Regions from separate parts of the Bactrocera dorsalis genome. Here region 2 is linked to region 1. Evidence: chromatin contacts called from public Hi-C data. All regions are on one chromosome and are shown on one strand. The core of a region is the stretch at or near the end of the contact, and the rest is flanking DNA. Distances in the headings are between cores, read along the strand shown.

Region 1 (4,851 bases), core at 1,219-3,718:
CACCGAAAATCGAACGCACAAATGCACTCAATCAACGAGTCGGTGAAGTGAAGTGACTCAGAGCGTCATGGAGGGCTTGTTGCCCCGCTTGGTTGCGCCACTAACGCGGCGCCGCCAAAAACATTTTTGCTGTGTATTTATGGGCCGGCACACATACACATGCTCACATCCAAGTGCAACAACAAAACTGGGTACTTGAAAACAACGCAATTACAACATAAAGTCGGTGTACGAAAAACAGCGAAGAAAATGTGAGAAGCAACAAACAAAATAAAAACAATTGTTGCAACTCCTAAGCACTCGAGAAAACAAAGCGGAAGATATTGAATTGAAAATAATTATTTCAGCGCACAATCGCACAAGCCGTAAACTGCCTTAAAGCGGCCAACAACACGCATTTTAGTGCAGTTTCATTTTCGTTTCCAGGTAACCTTTCCACCTTTCTGGCCTACCTTCGGTGATTTTTAGTATTTTTTAGTTTCTACTTTTTTCTAATAATCGCTTTGGTGGCAACCTGTTAGTCTTGCCGGCAACGAAAGTGAAAACACCTGTTTTGTTGCGTTTCTATTCTTCTATTTCCTTTTCCACTCTTTCTACATTTTTGTCTTCACCGCTCTGCGTGGGTTCGAGAATTCTTTCAACAACAGCTGATGTACTATGCTGCAGGTAGAAGTTAGTTTGCTGAAGTAGACAATGTGTGATAGCCGTTTCAAGGTTTCCTCTAAAAGAATCTAAATGTTGGTATTCCTAAAGTCGTTTCAAGTGAAGGTAACAGCCGCCTAACATTGATGCAAATTCTGGAAGATGTAACCTTATATAAATAGAAAGTTTTAGGAGTGTTGCAAATATCAGGGATTTATTAAAAATCGTATATTATTGCAGAAAGCAATCTTCGAACAATACGATCTGGTCAATCTGACCGTTATCCAAATTTACAATTTCGATAAGAGTAATACAAATCTTTATTCCAAGGCATAAAACAAAGTTCCAAAAACTTGTTATAAGTGCCGGTTGAGATGGCTTTAGTGCTTTCAGCGGATTTTGGATTTCCGGGTTCGGCCATTCTCTATATTGTTGGACAGTTTCGAAGTTATATTCATAAACCTGCGACTTCATTCAGGTCTTTTGGTATGAGTCCAGCTTTGACAGATTTCATACACAAAACATTAACCAAAAAGGTTGAGTAGATCCATAAGAGATGTTTAAATCCTTTGCTATTACTCAGATGCCAACACGACGATTTTCAAGAACCGTATATTTTGATGTTATTCATCACCAGAAGTTGATGGACAACATGAGGAACGTCTTCGATGACCTCACGACATTCTCGAATGCTTTGTCCCTCCAATACTTTTTTTCGTGATAAGGTAGACTCCACAAAACACTTCTCAAACCTTTTCAACGATTGCTTCGCTATGATTCCATTGAAACCCCAAATTAATATTTTTTTTTTTCATGGTAGAAATCGCCACCGAAACTATTCTCGTCATAAACAAACAGCTGCCGAACACACACTAAATGACATATGGAGATCAAACTCCACACGAACACAAGAAAGGTTGTGTCAGTTCGAGGGAAATGTTTTTTTTTTTTGCCAGACAGTCCGGGTCAAATTTGATCAGATCGCGAATAACAGTTATTTCTTAGTTACTTGAGTATCTTTTTCAAGAACCAACATTATTTTGCGAGGGTTTACAAGATTTTTTTTTTTAACTAAAATTGCTCCACTAGAATAAAAAGATAATATTGTATTTGCATATATTTCGGCGCATTATTTAAAATAAGCCCTGCACGATTTAAGCGGAGTCGCACACCTATTATTAACCTTTCAATTTTATTTGGCAATCCTTCGTATTCAGCATTATTTCGAGCCACTCACATTCGTAACTGCTTGAATCGTCGATAAAATTACCAAAATTAAATATGACTTTAAGCATGGAATAAAAGTAGTGATTACATATAATGATAATGGCGGCGATAGCATTAATATGCCATGAATATGTACTTATCGTTGTAATGACCATAATTATGAGAATCGTCGATGCTTAATGAGTGGCGTGCAACAAGCAATTGAAGCTGCTCGACGGCCTCAACAGATGGCTACAGCGAGTGCACTTGCCTTAGAGAGGGCACTTGTGGCCGAGAGCAGCCGCACTTGGTGGCACATAATCCGTTTTATGGCAGCCAATTGATTGGGAATTGAATACGAAACCCAACATAAAAATCATGTGCGACGAAGAAACGGCACATGGTGGCCGAAGATGAGGTGGAGTGTGCGAGCGTGAAGCCCTAAAAACAGCATGAAAGGCGTGCATAAAAGGCACTCAGAGACGCGCTCGGCACGACCGAGTTACAACGAGTGCACTCTATGGAATAATATAGTACTTATGGGGAGATGTGTGAGTGCGAGTGTGTGTTTGTGTGTAAGCTGCGCTGACATGTGAACATGACATTCGCAGTTGTAATGAGCCACACGGTGGATGTTGCCAACTCCGACGCCAATGTTGACAACAACTGAGTTGTTGACGCGCTCCACCGCGTACCTTGCGCTGCTGATCAATGAAAAGTGCCGCCACAATGCAGTTGATGGTCAGCAAAGAGTCGAATGTGCGACTGGACAGATATAGCATTGTTCGGTTGAAAATCAAAAGCGAGAAAAAAGCGAACGAACGAGAAGAATGCGCGCGTCATAACTTACAACGAGCGCACACGTCGCACAGGTCGGGCGATGTAATGAGGGAAAAAACTGCTTAAAGGTTACGTCGTGGCGTCTTTACGTGGACTTGGCCAACAAGTAGATATTTATTGTAGTTGCAGTCGTGTTTGCTGCACACCGTTTTGGAAGCGAGCAATGTGTGACCTGTGACTCTGTGACGCTCGCCTGCCATGTGCGGCATGTGATGATGAGTGTCTTACCACTTTATTACCATAAACGGTCTTTAAATGAATGCTAAATGGTGTAATATGTGACCGCCTCCAACGCAGAGTGTCTGCCGTGGCAATATTGCTCGGCCACATGTTGCAGCAGCTTTGTGAACATGAATGAGTCGTCGCTAGTGGACTTACATAAAGTGCTGTGGGGCGACATCGGGCAAGGCGAAGGGAGAATTGTATACAGTGTCGGATATTGAAATGAGAATGACACTGGTTCAGATGTGCTTTAAGACAAAAAAACTCGCTCCCTTTTTAAGTATATCGTTCTTACTCACTTTCAAATTCAGTTTAGAATTTGTGGAAAGTAATATAACTGATCTTCTTTCGCTGTGACTGTACATCGGAGCCTGCGCGCACCGACTGTATTCGGTAGAGGGCGTTCTTAGCTAACGAACGACCGGATGGTCAGTTGTCTCCGAGCACATGGAGAGAGGTTTGAATAACGTAATCAGCGGTGACCAGCTATGGAGCTTTGAGTATGATCTCGAGACAAAGAGGCAATCTTCCGAGTCTTTTTTGACATCAATGGCATCGTCCATCATGAATTTATTCCTTTTTGACAAACCGTCAACGCCAAGTTTTACGTGGAAGTCCTCAAGATGCACAAACGAAGGGTCAATAGGGTTCGACAAGACATCGCAACCGATTGGAAGTTGCACCACGACAACGCCTCGGCTCACACCGATGAAAAGCAAGCATTTTGAGACGACAGAGGGGATCCAAGCAGCATGAAAAATGTCTTCCGTGACGCCGTACCGCTTGGAAATCGGGCTGGCAGCGCTGCATCGACGGAGAAGAAACCTATTTGGTTTTTTCTCATTCTTGAATCTAGTTGTTCTGTCCATACCGCAATGCACGCCACTGTAAGCGTCTGTGTTCACAATTATGCTTTAAATTGGATAAACACGTTTATCGCTCGTTCTTTGTGTGACCACCTCATTTGTATTAGTATTTCGTCTCCATCTTTTCTCCACACTACACTCTTTATCGACCACCAGTTGCTGGTCACATGCGCCTCTTCGCTGTTCCGACGCGTCAACTCGTCTTCGACCGCATACTTTATGCCGTATGATTTCGCATTTCAGTGCGGGTGTGCAGAGGAGTAAGTAGTAAATTATGATGATTATGCAGCTGACTTAATATTTATGAGATTAAATGCTGTGGTGTACGTTTAAAAGAAGGCCACGAGGTCTTCAGCTGTTGGAAACATGAGAAAGCGAGCTGTGAAAGCGTTATTGCACTTCAACACAATCAATTCTTGTGTGCGCGCTCATTAAATTTGTTTGTCGTGTATTAAATTTACGACCACAGTGCAGCAACGCTCGTTAGCTTACCTTCTTCGACTGCTTCAGCGCCCCAGGAAAAGTGTGAGAATCAAATATTTCTGCCAAATGTATTTATGCAGTTGCGTTGGGAATGTGCGGACAGCACCGTCAATTCCCACAGAGTCCGATTGCCCAATTCAAATTTGAGTTTTCAGTACTCCTGCAGTTGCTAGCGCTCCTCTAACCTGCTAAAAATCCCCCAACAAATGTCAAAATAGTCTCGCCTCGCCGTCCATCTATTTCCATGGCATAGCGTATGCATTCCTTTTCCTCAACGCGTTGTCCACCCACGTCGTTTGCACGCATGCGCACTCACACACGACCACGCCTACTCAAGACATCACTGCATATGAAGCAACTTTGAGCTGAAATAGCCATCAAATGCCAGCAGAGGCAACGGCAAGGCGCATTCAAATCAACATGCAAATGCATTCGTCAGAAACTGCACTTCACACAAAGCCCTTCCTCCCCGCCAGATGGTACTAGTGCCATGCATGCAGCTGTGAAATGAAATCGCAACATCTTCCAATTCCAATTGACGTGCGCGTCGCCGGTTGTTTACTCCCAGCTCGTTTGTTGTCTGCTCAGTGCG
Region 2 (4,851 bases), core at 1,567-4,066, 61 kb after region 1:
GTGAGCAACCTGAAGAAGTGTTGTAAGCGTTCAAGAAATATTCTTCTCTCTCTAATTTGCAATATTAAGTATTTTATTAATTAATTTTTACACAGTTTGTACTAAATAACTATAAAATAATATATATATATATATATATATATGTATGCATATTTGTTTTACGAATTTCCTTCTTGGTTTTTATGGCCGCTGCTAGCCACAGACGCCGTCGTAATGACAACAACCAATTTCTTCATTAACTGAGCAAACACTTGCTTTGCTTCAAATTGTCGGAATCGGCCAGTTTTTTTTTCTTATTGTTGCTTGGCGGCCGCTGCATTCTCAGCCGTGTTGCCTTTATTGGCGCTGCTGGCGGTGCGTTGTGGCATGCGGCACGCTGCGACGCATCTCTACGCGCTGTGTGGTATGTTTATTGCCGACGTTCCTTGCAATTTTGTTGCATGCCACTCGTGTGGCATGACGGCGACCGAGTTGGTGATGCTATGTTGCTGCAGCATTTTAGCGGTTTTACCGAATAAGTAGCGGTCAAGCATGTGTCGGTGTGTGAGTTCGTGTCACTTGTACTTAAAAGTTCGTTGTGCAATTTTTTATGCCACCGTGGAATTCTGTCACTAACTCAATGTGGCATTACTGCAGCATTTTATGCATTTCGTTGCACTGCCTGCATGAAAATCGTGCGTATTTTTACCATTGGCTGGGAAAATTGGATAATTGTCACACATGCTTTGCAGTAATACCACATGAAATGCATTAACTTTTAAAAATAACCCTATTCTAAAAACTTTTTAAGGTTTAAACTTTTTGCCCGTAAGCCATTCTAAGTTGTTCAATAAGTTTTGTCGTTTGATAACAAAAACACAATTTTATGATTCAAAATACACCTTATTATTCAGTATAATCTCCCTGCGCATTAATACCTTGCTCTAACGATCCTCCAATCTGTGGATCCTACCCCTGAAGTTGGATCCGGAAGCCAATATGACCTCTTCATTTGATGAAAAACGCTTGCCAAGCATACATTTTTTTGAGTTCTGGAAACATATAGAAGTCGCTGGGGGACAAATCAGGTGAACACATTAGATGCTCCAATAATTCGAACTGTAATTCATGGATTTCAGCCATTGTCAAAATGGTCTTGTGACACGGTGCATTGTCTTGATGAAAAAGGATTTTTTTCTTCTGCAAACCGGGTCTTTTTTCACGATTTTTTTCCTTCAACTGATTCAAAGGTTGCAATAATATTCAGAGTTAATTTTTTTTTATCAGTTTGCAAGTAATCCACTAACAAAATTCCTCTCGCATCCCAAAAAACTGATGCCATAACTTTCTTGGCCCATTTCCGGACACGAACTCGTTTCGAAGCCGAAAAACTAGATTCACACACTCTTTAGCCTCTTGTTTTGGTTCAGGATCATGGTAGTGATGAATCGACGAACAAAATCCATTTTATATAAAGAAAATAAATTTCGCAATATTGAATTATTCAATGTTTGCATACAAAAAATATCAACTAAAAACGGAGATGTTACAATCAAAATGTGCAGTTTATTGCTGTAATCTCCTGTCAAAATGGACATGTACAGAATATCCGAATCAATGCCAACGGGGGAGAAAACTTTGTATATTAAACACGGGTAGTTCTTCCACGCAACCCATCTCCCTTGGGACGTGCGATATTTAGGGCGAAACCATAACTACGAAATCAAAAGAATAAAAGGTAGAAGGGATGCCATACGCGTGGCAGCTGTCAGCTGCTCGCAGATTTGACACACTTTCGACAGGCATACATTTTACTGGATTTCCACCGTTTGCAAACTACACTGACCTCGCGCAATCCAAACCAAATTCGATTAGAACTCGTCGATATCGCATTTACATTGGCGTGGAATGCAAACCACGTTTCAGCTTATGGAAATCCGACCGGCTGGACGTTGCCAACATTTAAGGGATGGGAGGCGTATGCAAGCGAAGTAATTCGTTCAAAGCATCTGCGCTTTTGCTTTGCCGAGTTCGAAGTGCCTTTTAGATTTGGTTCAAAATTATAGGAATTGAGGGCGGTTTATTATTTGATTTGCTCATTTCGTTAGAAATGCCTGGAAATGCGTTGCTGCTTTGAGTAATTAAGTTTCATAACTTTTCCGCTAATAAAGAAAACTGTCAGGGAAATGAACCAAATTTTCTATGATGCTTGTTTAAAGTTTTGACCAGATATGAGAGTAAATGTATCACGTGGAAGGGTAATAAGTCTATCACACGCTTTATACGAGTAGTTACGCGGCTACTGCCATTACCTTTTAGCCGACTAAACTATGTTTTCAGGGACCGTTCTTTCATGTTGCACCTTTAACCGAAGTTGTAAATATTCACTTAACCAAGGAACGAATTAAGTCTTCTAATATTGTTCTAACTGAAAGTAACTAATTTATACCTATTTTATTTTGGGTGTGGGAGCTGCACTTTCGCCTTAGTGTTGCCTTTCCTACACAACCTAATGCACGATTGTTAATTAAGCCGAATTGATTCGTCACGCATTGCAAATTAAATTGCTTTTTGAGGCATTTTCATTGTTGCTATTGCAAAAATTGCTTCTGAATGAATGTTGCACGCAGTGGCGCAAGGCGTTGCACTCAACCGACACATTCGAAAACAAATACCACGCGTGCCTATTTGGCATGCGCCGGGGTATTATTGCTTCTGAAAAATTAATATCGGCGAATAATTTGTAATAAATCAAATTGTTAACGCACGAACTCCCCGAACCACGGCATTTGACAGGGTGCTGTGTCAAGAGATGCCGTCAGACCAAGTTTTCGTCGAACGAACCGACCTGAGTGGCGCACTGGCTGGCAGTGGGACGCGCGCTCACACGAAATTCGTCGCGAGTTTGTGACACTTTGATGCTGATTTATCGGCGTCCACATCGCTTGCCACTCGCTGGTTGCAACTGCATGGCAAGTGGCACGGGGACCCACTTTGTGTGTGTTTGTGAATGTGGTTGCTGCGATCAAAGAATCCGATCTCGAGCCGTGTTCGCCTCTGCGAGTCGTTTTAATTAAATTACTTTGGATAAAACCCTGTTGCCGTTGTTGTTGTTTTTGCCGTCGTCGCTGCTGCACAAGTGCAAGTGATTAACTTGCTGCGGGCCAAAGTGAAGTTGTAGAAATCGCCATTAAGTCGCTTTAATCTACACATCCATTTGTTCATACAAATATATGAATGTGTGTGCGTTTGTATGTATGTGTAAGTGGGGTATTTATATCTGTTTGCATTTGGGTATCGCGGTGGCAATCTGTGCACTCTCGCCGTAATTATTTGGCGCCATGTGACACCTTAAAGTCGATTCCAATTTGTGCGACACACGCTTGACAGCTGACGACTGTCGTCCGGTTTCGGTCGCTGCTCTTGGCTGCTGCTGTTACATTACATGCGATCACTGTTGTAATTACATATATCGATATTTATACGATTTACCTTTCGTTTTACAAATTTTAATGTCGTTAAGCACTTGCGTATGTTGAGCATATGCCCTGTAGGGCAATAGACTCGTTGACAGCTGACAAATTCATGAGGTCAAAGTGTGAAAGTAATGTTTTTGTTGCATTTTTTCGACTTTATTGGATAGGTCATGAAGAGATAAAGCCCGCAATTCCAATGCCAAACCATACTTTTGAACATTATTTCAAAAGAAACCGCAGTGGTCTTTTAAGAAAATTGCCAAAGAGGCAGGGCCTAACCCTAAAACCATTTCTAGCCTTATCAAACGTTTTAAAGAAGATGTGGATATTGACAAGAAGAACGGTTCTGATAAAAAGAAGGGACCATGAGAAGGCTAGGAAGGCTGGCTTCTCAGAATCTTTCGTATGCAGCACGCAGAAGGAAGCTGGGCTGAAGACGTACAAGGTACAGAAAGTTCCGGATAGAAAGGCCGTCAAGAACGAAACCGCAAAACAATGAGCTATGAAGCTGACGAAAGATTTTGTTAACAAATTCGAATGCTTCATAATGGATGACGACACCTATGTTTTAGCGGACTTTTCTAATCTACCTGTAGTGGAATTTCATACAGCCGATTCTCGAGGATATGGTGCTGAAAAATTCAAAGCCAAAAAGCTGACAAAAGTCTCAAAGAAAATTCTTGTGTGGCAGGCAATTTCCAGTTGTTGTGTCCTATTTCTAAGTCAACATGAAGTCTACACGTTATTTTGGCCTAACCTCGCATCATGTCACTATAACAAAATAGACTTATATCGGTATTCTGACTAAGTCACTACTAGTGACAAGCAGAATATCGATATTAGTATTCCAACGGAATGCAGTGATTTTAGTACCTAGAGAAGCGAATCCATATTACTGACCAGAACTGAGGCTGATTAAGAGATGATGAGCTTTAGTAAAAAGGGAGATGAAGGCAGCAAAAAAAGTCACCAAAGACCTTCGAAACAGAAAAAAAGTGATCTTCTGCAGCTATGAGAGTATGGGGCACTACTCTAAACGCACTAATGGACGGAGCTCCGGCTTTTTCTCCCGTCCTGATTTCAAATTTTTTCACAGAAATATCCATTCCTCTATTAAAAGCAAGTTTTGCACGATTGCTCTATCCATGAATATTTCCTACAGAGCGTGCTCGTTTACCCGTGCAATTATCAGCAACAAGGTCTCTGGCGAATGACTAATGATCATGTTTCTTGTAATCGACTACTGTACATTTCTGTAATTAAATTCAATTAATGCTTGGACAAATGTCACAGCTATGTACGTAAACGTATACGTTTTGCTATGCAAATAGCTCGCAAATTTTCCAAAAGCTGGTTGGAACTCTCGCTGTAACATTTGCATTAAAATGCCACACCT

Evidence for each region. A called contact is a pair of places that touch in the nucleus more often than the background predicts.
Region 2: a Hi-C map of whole body shows a contact between it and region 1, with 2.9 times the contacts expected there. The contact joins two enhancer-like sites. A contact is called at or near these places in 2 of 2 Hi-C or Micro-C datasets (both in whole body).

Annotation. Positions count from the first base shown.
Region 1 is chr3:91,294,248-91,299,098 of ASM2337382v1, forward strand. All of the region lies in intron 1 of LOC105230528 (netrin receptor DCC), which reads left to right. Among protein-coding and RNA genes, the nearest start is that of LOC105230528, 14 kb to the left of the region's middle. Within about 2 kb of position 2,469, the one cell type or tissue checked has open chromatin away from gene starts, as enhancers often do.
Region 2 is chr3:91,354,730-91,359,580 of ASM2337382v1, forward strand. The region is part of intron 1 of LOC105230528 (netrin receptor DCC); the gene reads left to right. Among protein-coding and RNA genes, the nearest start is that of LOC109579860, 63 kb to the right of the region's middle. Within about 2 kb of position 2,817, the one cell type or tissue checked has open chromatin away from gene starts, as enhancers often do.